Regions from separate parts of the Arachis hypogaea genome. Here region 2 is linked to region 1. A link is a contact called in public Hi-C data. All regions are on one chromosome and are shown on one strand. Each heading gives the region's core, a stretch centred on a gene start, on an enhancer-like site or on the middle of the called end of the contact. The rest is flanking DNA. Distances are from core to core; before and after follow the strand shown. Region 1 holds the start of LOC112727754 (protein WHAT'S THIS FACTOR 1, chloroplastic). Region 2 holds the start of LOC112727759 (mitochondrial import inner membrane translocase subunit TIM14-3).

Region 1 (7,159 bases), core at 2,975-5,474:
AACTTCTTAGAAGAGAGAGTTTCTGTGTTGGAGAATGTTCTATCCTCTATGGATGAGCATTTCCAAAGGATAGAACATGATAAGGAGACCCTCGAGGCTCACGTGTTAGGAGAACTAGCTGCTTTCAAAGAAAGCATGCTTCAAATTGAAGAGAAGCTTGAGAATGCCTTGAAACTATTTGAGGAAGTTCCAGTTTGGTTTGAGGAGGCAAAATCTCGACCAACCATTATATGGGAGACGACAAAGATTGATCTCCCCAAGCCAAAGGAGTTCAAGGGCGTGAGGGACGCTTGAGAGGTGTAGAACTTCCTATGGCAAATAGAGAGGTACTTTGAAGGCCAAGGGGTGGTCGAAGAAGCAATAAAGGTACGCACTGCAGCTCTCTACCTTTCTGATAATGCAACTTTGTGGTGGAGGAAAAAATGCGTAGATATAGAGAAGGGTACTTGCAACATAGCCACATGGGAAGATTTCAAAAGGGAATTGAAAAGACAATTCTTCCCTGAGAATGTGGTTTATGAAGCAAGGAAGAAGTTGAGGGAGTTGAAGCATAAGAGTACAATTAGCGAATACGTAAAGGAGTTCACTACTCTCACGCTTCAAATCCCCAACTTAGCATCAGAGGATGCATTGTTCTTCTTCATTGATGGACTCCAACCATGGGCAAAGCAAGAACTACAAAGAAGAAATGTTAAGGATGTCGATGAGGCCATCGTGGTGGCCGAATCACTCACTGAGTATCATAAGAGAGACTCTAAACCCAAGTCTTCCTCTAAGCCTAGTTCTACTAAAGGTGGCAGAGACAAGGGGAAGAGTTTCTCAACCAAGAAGGAAGGAAAATACTCTTCAAAAAAAGAGTACGAGGAAAAGAAGAAGGCTTTTGTGCCCAAAGGAGGATGCTTCGTGTGCAAGGGACCACACCAAATGAAGGACTGTCCCAAGCTAGGGACTCTGGCATCTATCGCCGATGAACGAGAGGCCCAAACTCAAGTAAATGAGTGTGTTGGATCTATCCAACTCATGAATGTTGTGAAGGGCAAAGAGGCAAGCACCACAGAAAAGAAAGGCTTGATGTATGTCAAGGCCTTTATCAATGAAAAACCCATCATGGCTATGATCGACATTGGTGCTACATACAACTTCATCACGCCTGATCAAGCAAAGAGGTTTGGGTTGAAGATCACCGAAAAGAATGGTTGGTTCAAACCCGTGAATACTAAGGGTGAACCCCTTAAGGGAGTAGCGAAAGGGGTTGAGATGACTATTGGTTCTTGGAAGGGTCTTGTAGATTTCTCAGTAGCACCCATGGACGATTTCAAAATAGTCATTGGGCTTGATGTGCAAAGGAAGGAAAATATAATACATATGTCATACTATGACATAGTATGCGTCATGGAGAAAGGGTTTCCATGCATGGTCCCTACAGTCTCTAAAGCTGAAGGACCACCGATGCTTTCTGCTATGCAACTCAAGAAAGGGTTTAAGAAAGGAGAGATTACATATTTGACTCTATTACAAGAGGAGTCAACATCTGGAAGAGAAGACGTTCCTCCCGAAATCAAGGAAGTCCTTGAAGAAAATAAGGATGTGATACCTCCCAAGTTGCCAAAATAACTACCACCTAGGAGGAAGGTAGACCACAAGATTGAGTTGGAGTCAGGAGCAAAGTCACCTGCCTCAACACCTTATAGATGGCACCGCCAGAACTTGAGGAGTTAAAGAAGCAACTCAAGGATTTGCTAGATGCTGGGTTCATCCGTCCATCGAAGACACCTTATGGCGCACCAGTCTTGTTCCAAAAGAAGCATGATTGTTCGTTGAGACTATGCATCGAATATCGAGCACTTAACAAGGGATACTCCGCCAAGGCTACACCATTAACTGATCTTCTCAAGAAAAATCACTCTTGGGAATGGTCAAAGGAGTGTCAAAAGGCTTTTGATGAGTTGAAGGCTGCTATCACAGAAGGACCAGTACTAGCACTACCCGACTACTCAAAGGTGTTTGAAGTCCACACTAATGCTTCTGACTACGCTATTGGAGGAGTTTTGATGCAAGAAGGACATCCTATTGCCTTTGAGAGTCGCAAGTTGAATGATACAGAGAGGCGATACACTGTCCAAGAGAAAGAGATGACCGCAATGGTACATTGTCTGAGAACTTGGCGTCACTACTTGCTTAGTTCACACTTCATCGTCAAGACAGACAATGTGGCTACAAGCTACTTCCAAACTCAAAAGAATTTAAGCCCCAAACAAGCTAGGTGGCAAGATTTCTTAGCTGAGTTTGATTTCGAATTTGAATACAAGGCTGGCAAGACAAATGTGGTAGCAGATGCGCTGAGCCGCAAGGCTGAGTTGGTAGGCATTTCCATGGTCGAAGGAGATATTGTGCATACCATCAAGAAAGGGTTGCATCATGATCCATTAGCCAAGAAGTTGGTGGAGTTGGCTAGAGAAGGTAAGACCAAAAGATTTTGGCTAGAAGACGACCTTCTTTACACTAAAGGGAGAAAATTATATGTCCCTAAATGGAAACATCTAAGAAGAAAATTAGTAAGAGAATGCCACAACACCAAGTGGGCTGGTCATTAAGGTCAGCGAAGGACCTTGGCACTCATTGAGTCTTCTTATTATTGGCCTCAAATGAGAGATGAAGTGGAGAGCTATGTGAAGACTTGTCTTGTGTGCCAACAAGATAAGATTGAAAACAAGACACCAAGTGGGTTGTTGGAACCTCTGCCTCCATCAGAGCGACCGTGGGAAAGTGTCTCTCTAGATTTCATCTCTGCCTTACCGAAGTCCGAGGGGTTTGGATCTATTCTCGTGGTAGTGAATCGATTTTCACAGTATGCTACTTTTATACATGCCCCTACTGACTGCACTGCAGAGGAAGCAACACGACTATTCTTCAAGAATGTGGTGAAGTACTGGGGATTGCCTAAGAGCCTCATTAGTGATCGAGATCCACGCTTCACAGGACGACTATGGATAGAGATGTTCAAACTCCTTGGGTCAGAGCTTCATTTTTCAACAAGCTTCCATCCTCAAACCGATGGGCAGACTGAGAGAGTGAATGCCTTACTCTAGTGTTACTTGAGGCATTTTGTAAGCGCTAATGAGAAGGACTGGACAAAAATTCTCGACATTGCTCAGTTCTCATACAATTTGCAAAGGAGCGAGTCCACGGAGAAGAGTCCATTCGAGATTGTGATTGGACAACAGCCACTTACACCTCACTCTCTTTCTTCCTCTTACTCAGGGAAGAGCCCTGGAGCTTATCATATGATTAAGTCTTGGGAAGAACAAGCAGATGTCACTCGTTCTTACCTTGACAAAGCTGAAAAGAGGATGAAGAAATGGGCAGATAAGAAGAGGAGGCATGCAAGCTATCAAGTGGGAGACAAGGTAATGATTAAACTTCTTTCACAACAATTCAAAGCTTTTCGCAAGGTTCATAAGGGCTTAATCCGCAAATACGAAGGGCCATTTGAGATCATTGGACGTGTTGGGGAGGTTGCTTACAAAGTACAACTCCCTCCCTCTATGAAGATCCACCCGGTCTTCCATGTGAGTATGCTTAAACCATATCATGAAGACCAAGATGAACCGAGTAGAGGTGACTCGAGTCATGCTCCGCCTGTTGTGATTAGATCCTTTGATAAAGAAATCGAAAAGATCTTAGCTAATCGCGTCGTGCGACGAAGAGGGGTACCACCAAGTATCCAATACTTGATCAAGTGGAAAGGGCTCCCGATAACTGAATCTAGTTGGGAAGCTCGTGAAGATCTGTGACAATTTCAAGAACACCTAGAGCGCTATCATGAACATAACACAACGAGGACGTTTGCGCATTAGGTGGGGGAGAATGTCACGGTGAATTTTAGAAGGTTAGATTTAACAGTGTTTGTATAATTTTCTGGAGTTTTTGAGAATGTTCTAGATGATTCTGGAACGTTCTAGAATGTCCTAGAAGGTCTCGAAATACTTTAGAAGGTTTTAGAAGACTCTGAAAGGTCATAGAGTATTCTAGAAGAGTGTGGATGTATATAGGAGTATGAAGAGTAGTATAGAAGAATCTAGAAGTATTTAGAAAGTTGTAGTAGAATAGATATTTGTAATGAAGGTTCTAGATAATTAATCTAGACCGTTGAATAGATTTAATCCTAACCATCTATTAAGGAGGTGAATGACTATAAATAGGAGGTGAGAGTTAGTGTGAGTATGTGTGAATCATTTGTAACAAACACTTGAGTAATAAAGGGGTTCTTTTCACCAAAACTTCCTTTTTTCTGTGTGTTCTCTTATATTTTTAACTTTCTTGCTAAGTATTGAGAGTTATAATGACTTAGTTTTAACTCAAAATGTTCGAGTGCCGACACAGTAACATCAGAGTGTGTCCTAGACCGTAACAACACGCACATAGCTCTGTGCGCATGCATACATTTCAAATTATCCTCCTATTGTGCGTACGCACAGAGTTCGTACTGAGCGTGGATTTTGAAACAGAGCCTAACGCGCGTTCAGCCCTTATCACTCTTTTTGGCTTCTTCGTCTATCATAACGACCACAACACCACCCTCCATCCAGTCCCGCCCGGCAACCCTGCTGCCGCCGGCGACCACCGCACCACCCACCATTTCTCCTTTCTCCTTCCCTTTCTTCCATTACCGCGTCTTCGTGCCTCTACTCTGCGCCCGGCCCCAGCTCGCGTTCTTAACTGCTCCGGCAACACAGCGCCGCCACAACCTCACCCACCTTCCCCTATCCCAACCCTTCAACGCAGGTTCCAGTTTCTCTCCCCTGCAACCCGTTCTTTCTTTAATTGCATTTTAATTGCATCTTAATTTTAATTTTAGCAATTAGGATAGGTTTAGATTGATCAATTGTTAGTTAATTGGATTGCAATTGTCTGCTTTCTGATTTTTCTGGGTATTGGCTGCTTAGGCTGAGCTCAATTTCTCTGTTTGCATATTGTGCACGCCACGTGTTCAATAAAATGTCTGAGTGAGTTTTTTTGTTTAATTCATATATTTGGCCACCATTTGTCTTAAATTCTGTCCTCTAATTTGCTTATCAGATATGCACTAACTAAAATATTTATTATCTTTGGATATTTAAATATTTTAAATACTATATATACACTAACAATCTTGCTAATTTAATATAAGAACAATTAATCCATCTTTGGATGTGATTCTTAAATTTCTTACAGAAACAAACACTATATTTTTACATTATCGGATTTGACTTTTTTGTTGGTTAATAAATCTACTCTAAATACACGAAAACGAATTGCACCGCTAGAATAGTCAGACAATATTTATTTGATTTATACAAACTTGAATAAATTAATTTATGAATAATCATAAATTTCATAACAATTTAAAACAGTAATAGAAGATTTTGAAATTTATAATTATTACAACATAAGAGCATAACTCAAAACATACTTGAATCCATGTTAGAGTTTTCAGATATTGTTCTTGGTTTATTGTTCTTTGATGTGGTTCTGATTCAGGGACCCGTAGGTTATGGACACACCACGCTTCCACGGTTGACTTTTGTATTATGGACACACCACGCTTAATAACAAATTGAACTATTTTGCCATCTCCCAATAAGTTTCTGTTTCTGAGTATTTTCTCCTCTTTTCTTTCTACCTTTTCACTTTTTTATTGATGGCACCAAAAAAAATTATTGTTGTTGAGCAGAGATGTTTTTCTTCTTTTGTCACGTCTTTCTTCAAAAAAAATATATAACTTCTATTTTTTTTGTTCTGAAAAGAAAGGGGAAGGACACTTTTTATTATATTATTTAAAAATTTCACTAATTCTATTTTTTATTGAGTAACAACCATAGTATTTAACTCATTATAATAAAAATTAATTTTATTAATTACACGAACCACATTATTATTTTAGTAAAATAACTTATACCTTACACAACCAGATCTGCTACTGAATTGTCTACGGTTATATAATATTTGGGATGGGTTGACATAGGTTGAATAAGATCTCCAGCGAGGTCCTTGCATTACTCCTCAATATGGTGCATTCTTCTACTGTGTTAGTTTTATACTTTTATTAAGGCTTGGGCTCAAGTTGGCTTGTTTTATACTTTTATTAAGGCTTGGGCTCAAGTTGGCTTACTGGACTTCTGTGGAGAAACTTTTTATCGTTTAGGACTTTAGGATTTGATTGTTTGGCTGGATTAGGCATCGGAACTGAACCTGTCTCCGTCTCTGGGATGTTCCTCCAAGAAAAGAGGGGATTAGTCACGCCCCGTATGTTTTTTTTTTGGTCAGTGGATTGGACAACTCTTAATCTTAGGTACACAATACACCCACACACTCCTCACACTTTTACCATATTTTTTTCCTCAATTGCAACCTCTAGGGTTTGAACCCTAGACCTTTGAAGTGGAGAGGGGGAGATATGCCATGTGAGCTAAAGCTCATTAGCCATGCCTCGTATGGTTAGGTGTTAATTTTCGTTTTTCATTTTTTGATTTGTTGTCTTTCCCTCTGGGCCTCAGGCCCTCCATCATATCACAAAAAAGAAAGCTAGGTCTATACATTTGACTCAAAAGAGAAATAAGCAAGGGTCCGAGGTTTCAATCTCGCCTTGTGCATGCACCAACTTATTGACCAGCGACAAATCTTTAAATGAAGTTTAGTATCGCGACGGATTAGTCCTTGATTTGTCGAGTTGGAAAATACTGTGAAAAACTAAAAAAAAAGATACAATACATGATTAATATACTAGTGCATAACTAATCTTTTGCACGGTTTAAATTATCTTAATCAGCAAAAATAATTAAATTTGAAGAAAAATATTAAAAGAATAAAAAATATATATAAAGTTATAAACCTTATTTTCATATGGTACCATGTAAATAATCTTTTTAGAAAGCTTTTTAATAATATTTCACGCTAAAAATTTTCAAAATCCATACCAGAAACAAACTAAAAGAAAAATAAAAAATAAGTTGTATTTCCTGTTATTGTCTCTGTGTCCTTCTTATCAGGAGAGACATAAAATACACTAATTTAATATCTTTGGACACAAAATCTCTGTTCATGTTTTATTCTGCCAAACATAATTTTATATCTCAGTGTTCCGTGTCTGTAAACAAACGCAGCCCTAGTGATGCGGCGA
Region 2 (7,159 bases), core at 2,628-5,127, 170 kb before region 1:
AAGTGATATGATCGGTTGGCTACTGCAGGTAGGAAATGTGACAAAGCAGCCACCCTCCCTGCAAGTTGTTGGACTTCCTTTTTCATTTTCGGGCTTGCCATGTTCAATATTGCATCACACTTCTCTGGATTTGCTTCAATTCCTCGTGAAGTCAGCATGAAGCAGAGGAATTTTCCTCCTTGGACTCCACTGGATTGAGCCTCATGTTGTATGCTCGGACTTGGTTGAAGACTTCCAACAGGTTGTCACAATGCGAACCTTGTGCTGGTGTTTTCGCTACCATATCATCAATATAAATTTTCATATTCCAACCTATTTGTTGTTAGAATACCTTGTCCATTAGTCTTTGATATGTTGCACCTGCATTTTTTAGACCAAAGAGCATTACCTTATAACAAAAATTCCCATGTTTCGTAATAAAAGCCGTTTTGCTTTGGTCTTCTGGATGCATTAGGATCTGGTTATAACCAGAGTATGCATCCATAAAACTTAAGCTATTGAAACCGGAAGCATTATCTACTAATTTATCAATGCAAGGTAACAGATAAACATCTTTAGGACAAGCTTTATTTAAATTTGTAAAGCCGACACACATGCGCCATTTACCTGAGCATTTTCTTACCATTAACACATTGAAGAGCCATGTGGTGAAGCGGATCTTTTTTATGAAACCCGCATTGAGGAGCTTCTTGGTTTCCTCTAGTGCTGCTTGCTTTTTCTCTTCCCCGAGGTTTCTTTTCTTCTGGGCAACAGGTCGGATTGCCTTGTCGATAGCTAGCTTGTGGCAGATGATCTCTGGATCTACTCCAGGCATGTCGGCAGGTGCTCACGCAAATAGATTGGCGTTGCTTCGGAGTACTGAAATTAGCTTTGATCGTTCTTCCCCCTCCAGAGCTTCTCCGATGTATGTGAACTGCTCCTCATTTTCGGTCAATATTACTTGCTGGAGGTTGTCCATTGGTTGAGGTCTCTCCCTGAAATCCTCCCTTGGATCAAGTTCGGATAGTGTCAAGACCTCGCCAGTATTATGAGTGACTTGCACCTGTGACCGAGGTGTTTGCTTTGTCGAGTCTTGCTTTAGGCTAGCATTATTGCACTGGCGAGCTTCTTGGTGATCCGCATGTAGTGTTGCGATCCTGTTTTCCTGCACAAGAAACTTAACACACAAATGTAAAGTAGACACTACTGCTCTGAATGCATTTAGAGCGCAGGTCTTCCGATGATAATATTATAAGGGCTATAACAATCAACTATCAGATATTAGATATCAAGTGATTTTGACAAAGAGTCCTCTCCCATTGTCGTTTTTAACCATATATGCCCCATGATGGGGACCCTTTCTCTGGAGAAACCGACCAGTTCTCCAGAGGATGGTTGTATTGCTTTTTCTGATAATTTTATTTTCTTGAAAGTGGAATAAAATAAGACGTCGCCACTGCTACCTAGATCTAGTAATGTTTTTCTTACAAACAGTTCTCCAGCTTGGATGGAGATTAACACTGGATCATCGAGGTTAGGGCTTGCCGATTTGAGGTCGGATTGAGTGAATGCTATTGTGATGTCTGGATCTTTTTCCTTTCTGGAGTGTGTTGTTCCTTCGATCGCTAGGATCGCCCGATAACTTCGTTTTCTTGCCGAGGTTGTTTCACCTCCACCTGCATAGCCTCTTGATATGTAGTTGATGATGCCTCTTGGTGGGTTGGGAGATACCCATTTTTCTTTGTCCTTTTCAGTTGATGTTTTTAGATTTTCCTCTCGGTCAAAATTGGCCTCTTTGGTCTTACATCCTTCGATATACTTGTCCAAGAGACCTTGTCGGGCCAGTCTCTCCAATAGGTCTTTGGCCACTACGCACTCGTCCGTGGTGTGTCCGTATTTCTGGTGAAAGGAGCAATGCTTGCTTCTGTCCACAAACCTTTGGTCTTGATAATTTCCTGCTCGGGTAGGCAGCTTGATTAGTTTGGCGTGGAGGATTTCCTTTATTATGTTTTCTCTCTTTGTGTTGAATTTGGTGTAAGTGTTGAACTTTGGGTTAAGCTTAAATGGCCTTTTGAAATGTCTGTCCCGTGTGCTTTTGGAGGATTTTTCTTCGTCGTGCCTAGGCGTTTGCTTGTCCACTCTTCTGGCTTCTCGGAGCTCTTCTATCTCCATTTGATCGGCCGCCCTTTTACGGAACTCTTCTAGTGTTTTGGGTTTCGTTACGGCTATCATCTCTTGGAACTTACCTGGCCTGAGGCCGCTCTTTAGTGCTTGGAGATGCACCTTGGGGTCGAGGTCTGGAATTTTCATGGTTGCCTTGGCAAACCTCGTCATATAGTCCTTCAGACTTTCTTGAAGACCTTGTTTAATAGTGCTGAGGTAGTCCGACCCGTGCATATATATTCTAGAAGCTGCAAAACAGTCAATAAAAGATCTCGCCAACTCCTCGAAGCAAGTGATAGAACCTGCAGGAATCTTAAAAAATCGGAGTAAAGTAGCACCATTTAAATAAGTTGGAAAAGATTGATAGAGAACAGGGTCAGAGACACCGTTGAAAAACATCATAGATTAGAACTTTTTGATGTGGACTCGGGGGGTTACCGTATCCTTCGTATGTAGGGGTGGAAACAGGCCAGGCCAGGCCAGGCTTTGCTCTTAACAGGCCTGGCTTGTCATACAGTTGATTGGCCTGAGTCTGACCTGCAGCCTGTTATAGGCTCTTTATAAAGTACTAGGCCTGACCTGTTATTCAGTCTGGCCTAGCCTGAAGCCTGTTAAAAGGCCTGCTAATTTTTTTTTACAAAAAAAAAAAATATTATTTAAAAAAATTATTTTTTAATAAAAATAGTTATATATAATATGTCATATATTTAATATTTGTAAAAAATTTTAAACTTTTAACATATTTAAAATATACAAAAATATTTATAATAAAATATAATAAATTTAAAATATCTCATAATTTTATTAATAATAAATAATTATTTATATATTTACTTATATTTTAACAGGCCCAGGCAGGCCTGACAGGCCTATAAGGCTAATTAGTGAGCCTGAGCCTGGCCTATTAATTTATTAAGGCTTTTAAAAGAGCCTGGGCCTGTACCTTTTTATAACAGGACAGGCCAGGCCAGGCCAAACACAGGCCAGGCTGCAGGCTCCTGGCAGGCCGCCTGGCCTTTTTCCACCCCTATTCGTATGGTTTGAGTCCGGCTGGCAGCACGGAATTCTTCGGCATCTGGAAACTCATTACGCCTTCAGAGATGTCGAGTGTGAGCTTCTCCTTTGGTGGAATAGTCTCGTGTGGCTCCGTGAAGTTATGTTGTGCGTTTGAAGAGTTCCTCCCCTTGGGATCTCCTTCGACGTTTTTTCCATTTTGGTTTTTGGAAGACAGTTCGGCCAGTCTACGGACTTCGGCCTGGAGTTCAGCGATCTGCGTCGAGAGCTCGGCCTGCGTGAGCTGTTGGACCTCGTTATCTCCCATGCTTGAGGATTGGGAATCCTGCAAAAAAGAAAATAGTGGGGTTAAATCCTGCAAAAAAAGATAAAAACTAGGCAAAGAAAATAGTGGGGTTAAATAAATTCCGGCCCCACGATGGGCGCCAAGTGGTTCATCCTGGTAAAGATCGCCGAATTATAGCATTTTCGGGTACTGTATTGTCTCTGCTGGAGAGCTATACGTCGGTCCTGACCAAAACACCGCGGTAAAAATACATGTAAAAGATACTCCGACGCTCAAGTTAATAAAAGACTTAATAAGTGTGATTAAAGTAATATAAAACTCAAAGCAGAACCTGATCCTTTTTCTGAGATATTTAAAATTACTCAGGGGCCAAAGTATAGAGTACACATCGGTTACAATTTACTTAAATACTGGACAAACTAATACAATTAATTATTTATTAGACTAACTACATGCAATCTCCAATAAAAATCGTATTTATAAATAATGTTCTTATCTTTTTTTTTTTTGAAAATAATGATTTTTTTAATTTATATAAAAAATCGAAAGAAAACATTCGTAATGAGAAGAAAGAACATCCTAGAAAAATCAAGTGTCTTATTATTTTCGTATTAAGCTGCGCAAGTACGCAACTAGAGAAACGAATGGATTTATAGAAAATTAGATATAAAAAAGAAGAGAGAGATCGTAAACCCATGAAAGAAAAATATATACAATAAAAACCCTAACTCTGCCTTGTTCGATCACAATCTGCACAAAAGAACCCCAGAAAATCACAGCCTCCAATCAGCCACCGTCGGCCACTCGATTTCAGCTCCACGCCGCCGCGTCTCCACCACAGTAATGCCTCTTACTATTTTGATTTTCTGAGTTTTTCCCCTGCTATCTGTTGAAATAGTTATTATCCTTGGAAGTTCATAGGTGGACCGCAAAGGGAATTCGGGGTATTGTAGAGAAGTTGATGCCACTGAATCAAGTTGTTTCAAACTGAAGGTCCGGTGTTGTGAAAATCTGCTTGCTGTGTTTTGAAATATATTTTTTTATTTATTTTTTATAGGGGGAAAAATTTAGGTTAGATGGAAGGAAATTATTGAATTGGGTGAGTAGATATAACTGCTGTGTTGTTGTTCTTGTTGTTGTATTGTGAGTAATTAATCATGCTGAGAAGGCTATTAGAAATATATTAAAACTTAAAAGTTCCACAAAGATCTTATTTTCATTTTATTCTCCGCAGGCTTCCTGAAGACTTAATTTTGGCACGGAGTTCACGCTTTTTAGACTTCTTGATTGAAGGGTACAACCACTATTATGGTATGCCCTCATTCGTTATTTGTCAAATTTATTATTTTTGTAACCTAATCTTCGAGCTTGTTCTAAATAAAACTAGGTTTCCATGAGAAAGCACTGTTTTCTATTTTTGGTGTTAGATAGTGATGAGATGACTTTGCAAGATTGCATTCTTGAAACTTTAGATATTTCAAGCTCTAATTCAGTTAACATGTGGGAGTATGGATGATATGATCGTGTTGTTGGTTTGGAAGCATAGGGTTTCAAATTCGTGTTTTGAGAATCACAAGCTGAAATTTATTTGTAATTTGAAGTTTAGGGTTTTCTAGCATAGAAAGTTAGTTCCGGAGTGGAGATTGTGGGAATTTTTATTTTATTTTACCCCAAATTGTTTCTGGAAGGACAATGTTGCTCTAATTGATTCATGCATTCAATCTAGTGGGGCAGGGAGTGGTAGTGGCGGCACCGGTGGTTGTTAATTGTTCTGTGGTTCATTTACAACATTTGTTTCTTTGCTCTGGAACTGAAACTTAAACTTAAACTTGGAACAGGCCACACCTTTTTTTGCAGGGCTTGCTGTAGCTGCTGCTGCCTATGCTGGTAGATATAGTATTCAGGCTTGGCAAGCGTTCAAGGCGAGACCACCTAGGATGCGTAAATTTTATGAAGGTGGTTTCTATGCTGCCATGACTAGGAGGGAAGCAGCTCTCATACTTGGTGTTAGGTACTACCTTTTTATTTTTTTATTTTTAAAGATTATGTTATGATGCTCATGGTCAGCTGGTGTCTCAATTACTTAGAGGAGGAAAAACAAACTGTATGTGGCTATGTGCCTGAGGAGTTGTCCTTCTAGGGGTTTTTTTCAATAAATTTTGATGTTTCTTTATTGGGTAAAAATTAAAATTGACGTTTCCCATCATATCTTTGGGACCCTGTATGGATGCCTAATGCATAATAACTCAAATGTGTTAAATCTTTCAGTGTTGAAATTTTGGTTCTTGATGCTGCAAAGGTTGGGATGTAAAGAGTAACACTAACCAATCTATATTCTATTGATTTGTTTAGCCTTTAAATTTGTATGTGATTTGGGTTTTTGAACACATTCCTTCCTTTCCAAGGACGGGAAAAGTTCTCATGGGATAAATTCTGGAATATCCATATAGAAATTTATGAATACCTTGTATAGACATTTAATTATAAAATGTCAATAATTCTTGAATGTGCATATTGCTAATTAATCAGAAAGCTCGGAAAGCTTTTTCCCTACCTGGACGCTTTGTTTTTGTTTTCCATATTTTTATATGGTTGCCTCCTCAAGCTATTCTTTCCATTGTTGATTTTCAATTATCACTATGGCAGAGAACACACTCCCACGGATAAGGTTAAAGAAGCACATAGGAGGGTGATGATTGCAAATCATCCAGATGCGGGTGGCAGCCATTACCTGGCATCCAAAATCAATGAAGCAAAGGATGTGTTGCTTGGAAAGACAAAGGGTGGTGGTTCAGCATTTTGATCATAATTAGTCTCATAATATAGTTTCAACGTGGTTCTTGCTGATCATTCAACTATGAAGCGTTCAGTCTGCGGCCAATTCTTTTTTAGACTATAGTGAGGAAGTTGTGTAGGACAGTGCTATGATGCACCAAAATTATTTAAGGTATAGATCTTAGCATTAGTGTTCTTCGTTATATCTTTTTTATTGCATCTACACCATGGGAGTATCTTTGTCCATTATGTAACCTGGTACATGTTCATGTTCGAATTGTAATAATGTTGAATATTAGATTGGTTGGTGTCATTAATCTTTAAACAACGTGATTCGGATTTGCCATCTTCATAAACTTGGAGGTCATTCATAGCTATGAATTTTTTGTTCCTATTCCTTTTCTTTTTGGCATCTACTCCAATGAAAATGGCATCTATTTGTTTAGTCACACTTTTAAAAACGTGACTTATAGAAAAAGTAACGATTTAAAGGGATTGTAATTTCTTTAGATAAATGTAACATCTTTATAACATCAAAATTAAACTTTACAAAAGAATTCACTATTTAATGGTAAAAAGAAGTATTTTCACATGAAGATAATTAGAGTCTTTATTGGAGTATCTACATTCTTAGTATTTGGCAATGGATCGATACGACATGAAAGGGAGTCTCAGGTGTTTCGGGTTGAAAATTGAGAATTTCAATGTTTGAAACAATCTAATGTAGTGTAATAAAATAATTTATCGTAAATTGCTAAGATGAGATATATAAGTAGTTATGTATTTTACACATTGAAACAAAAATTGACATTTTTTATTCAATTTCAGAGAGCTAATTGCTTATATTGACTCTCAGATGCAGCAACTTACTGATTATTGGTAAACTTTTAAATAGAATTTAGTCTACAACGAATTAGTCTCTGATCAGTTAGATCAGAAGAT

What was found. A called contact is a pair of places that touch in the nucleus more often than the background predicts.
Region 2: a Hi-C map of leaf shows a contact between it and region 1, with 4 times the contacts expected there. The contact joins the promoter of LOC112727759 here to the promoter of LOC112727754 in region 1. A contact is called at or near these places in 3 of 8 Hi-C or Micro-C datasets (leaf and an unstated tissue).

The regions. Positions count from the first base shown.
Region 1 is chr12:95,021,533-95,028,691 of arahy.Tifrunner.gnm2.J5K5, reverse strand. It overlaps LOC112727754 (protein WHAT'S THIS FACTOR 1, chloroplastic), which reads left to right and starts at 4,224. Exons shown (of 3, transcript XM_025777646.2): 1 at 4,224-4,785.
Region 2 is chr12:95,192,207-95,199,365 of arahy.Tifrunner.gnm2.J5K5, reverse strand. LOC112727759 (mitochondrial import inner membrane translocase subunit TIM14-3) reads left to right here and starts at 3,877. Exons shown (of 5, transcript XM_025777650.3): 1 at 3,877-4,282; 2 at 4,357-4,435; 3 at 4,677-4,753; 4 at 5,281-5,453; 5 at 6,089-6,573. The coding sequence starts at 4,751. The coding sequence ends at 6,245.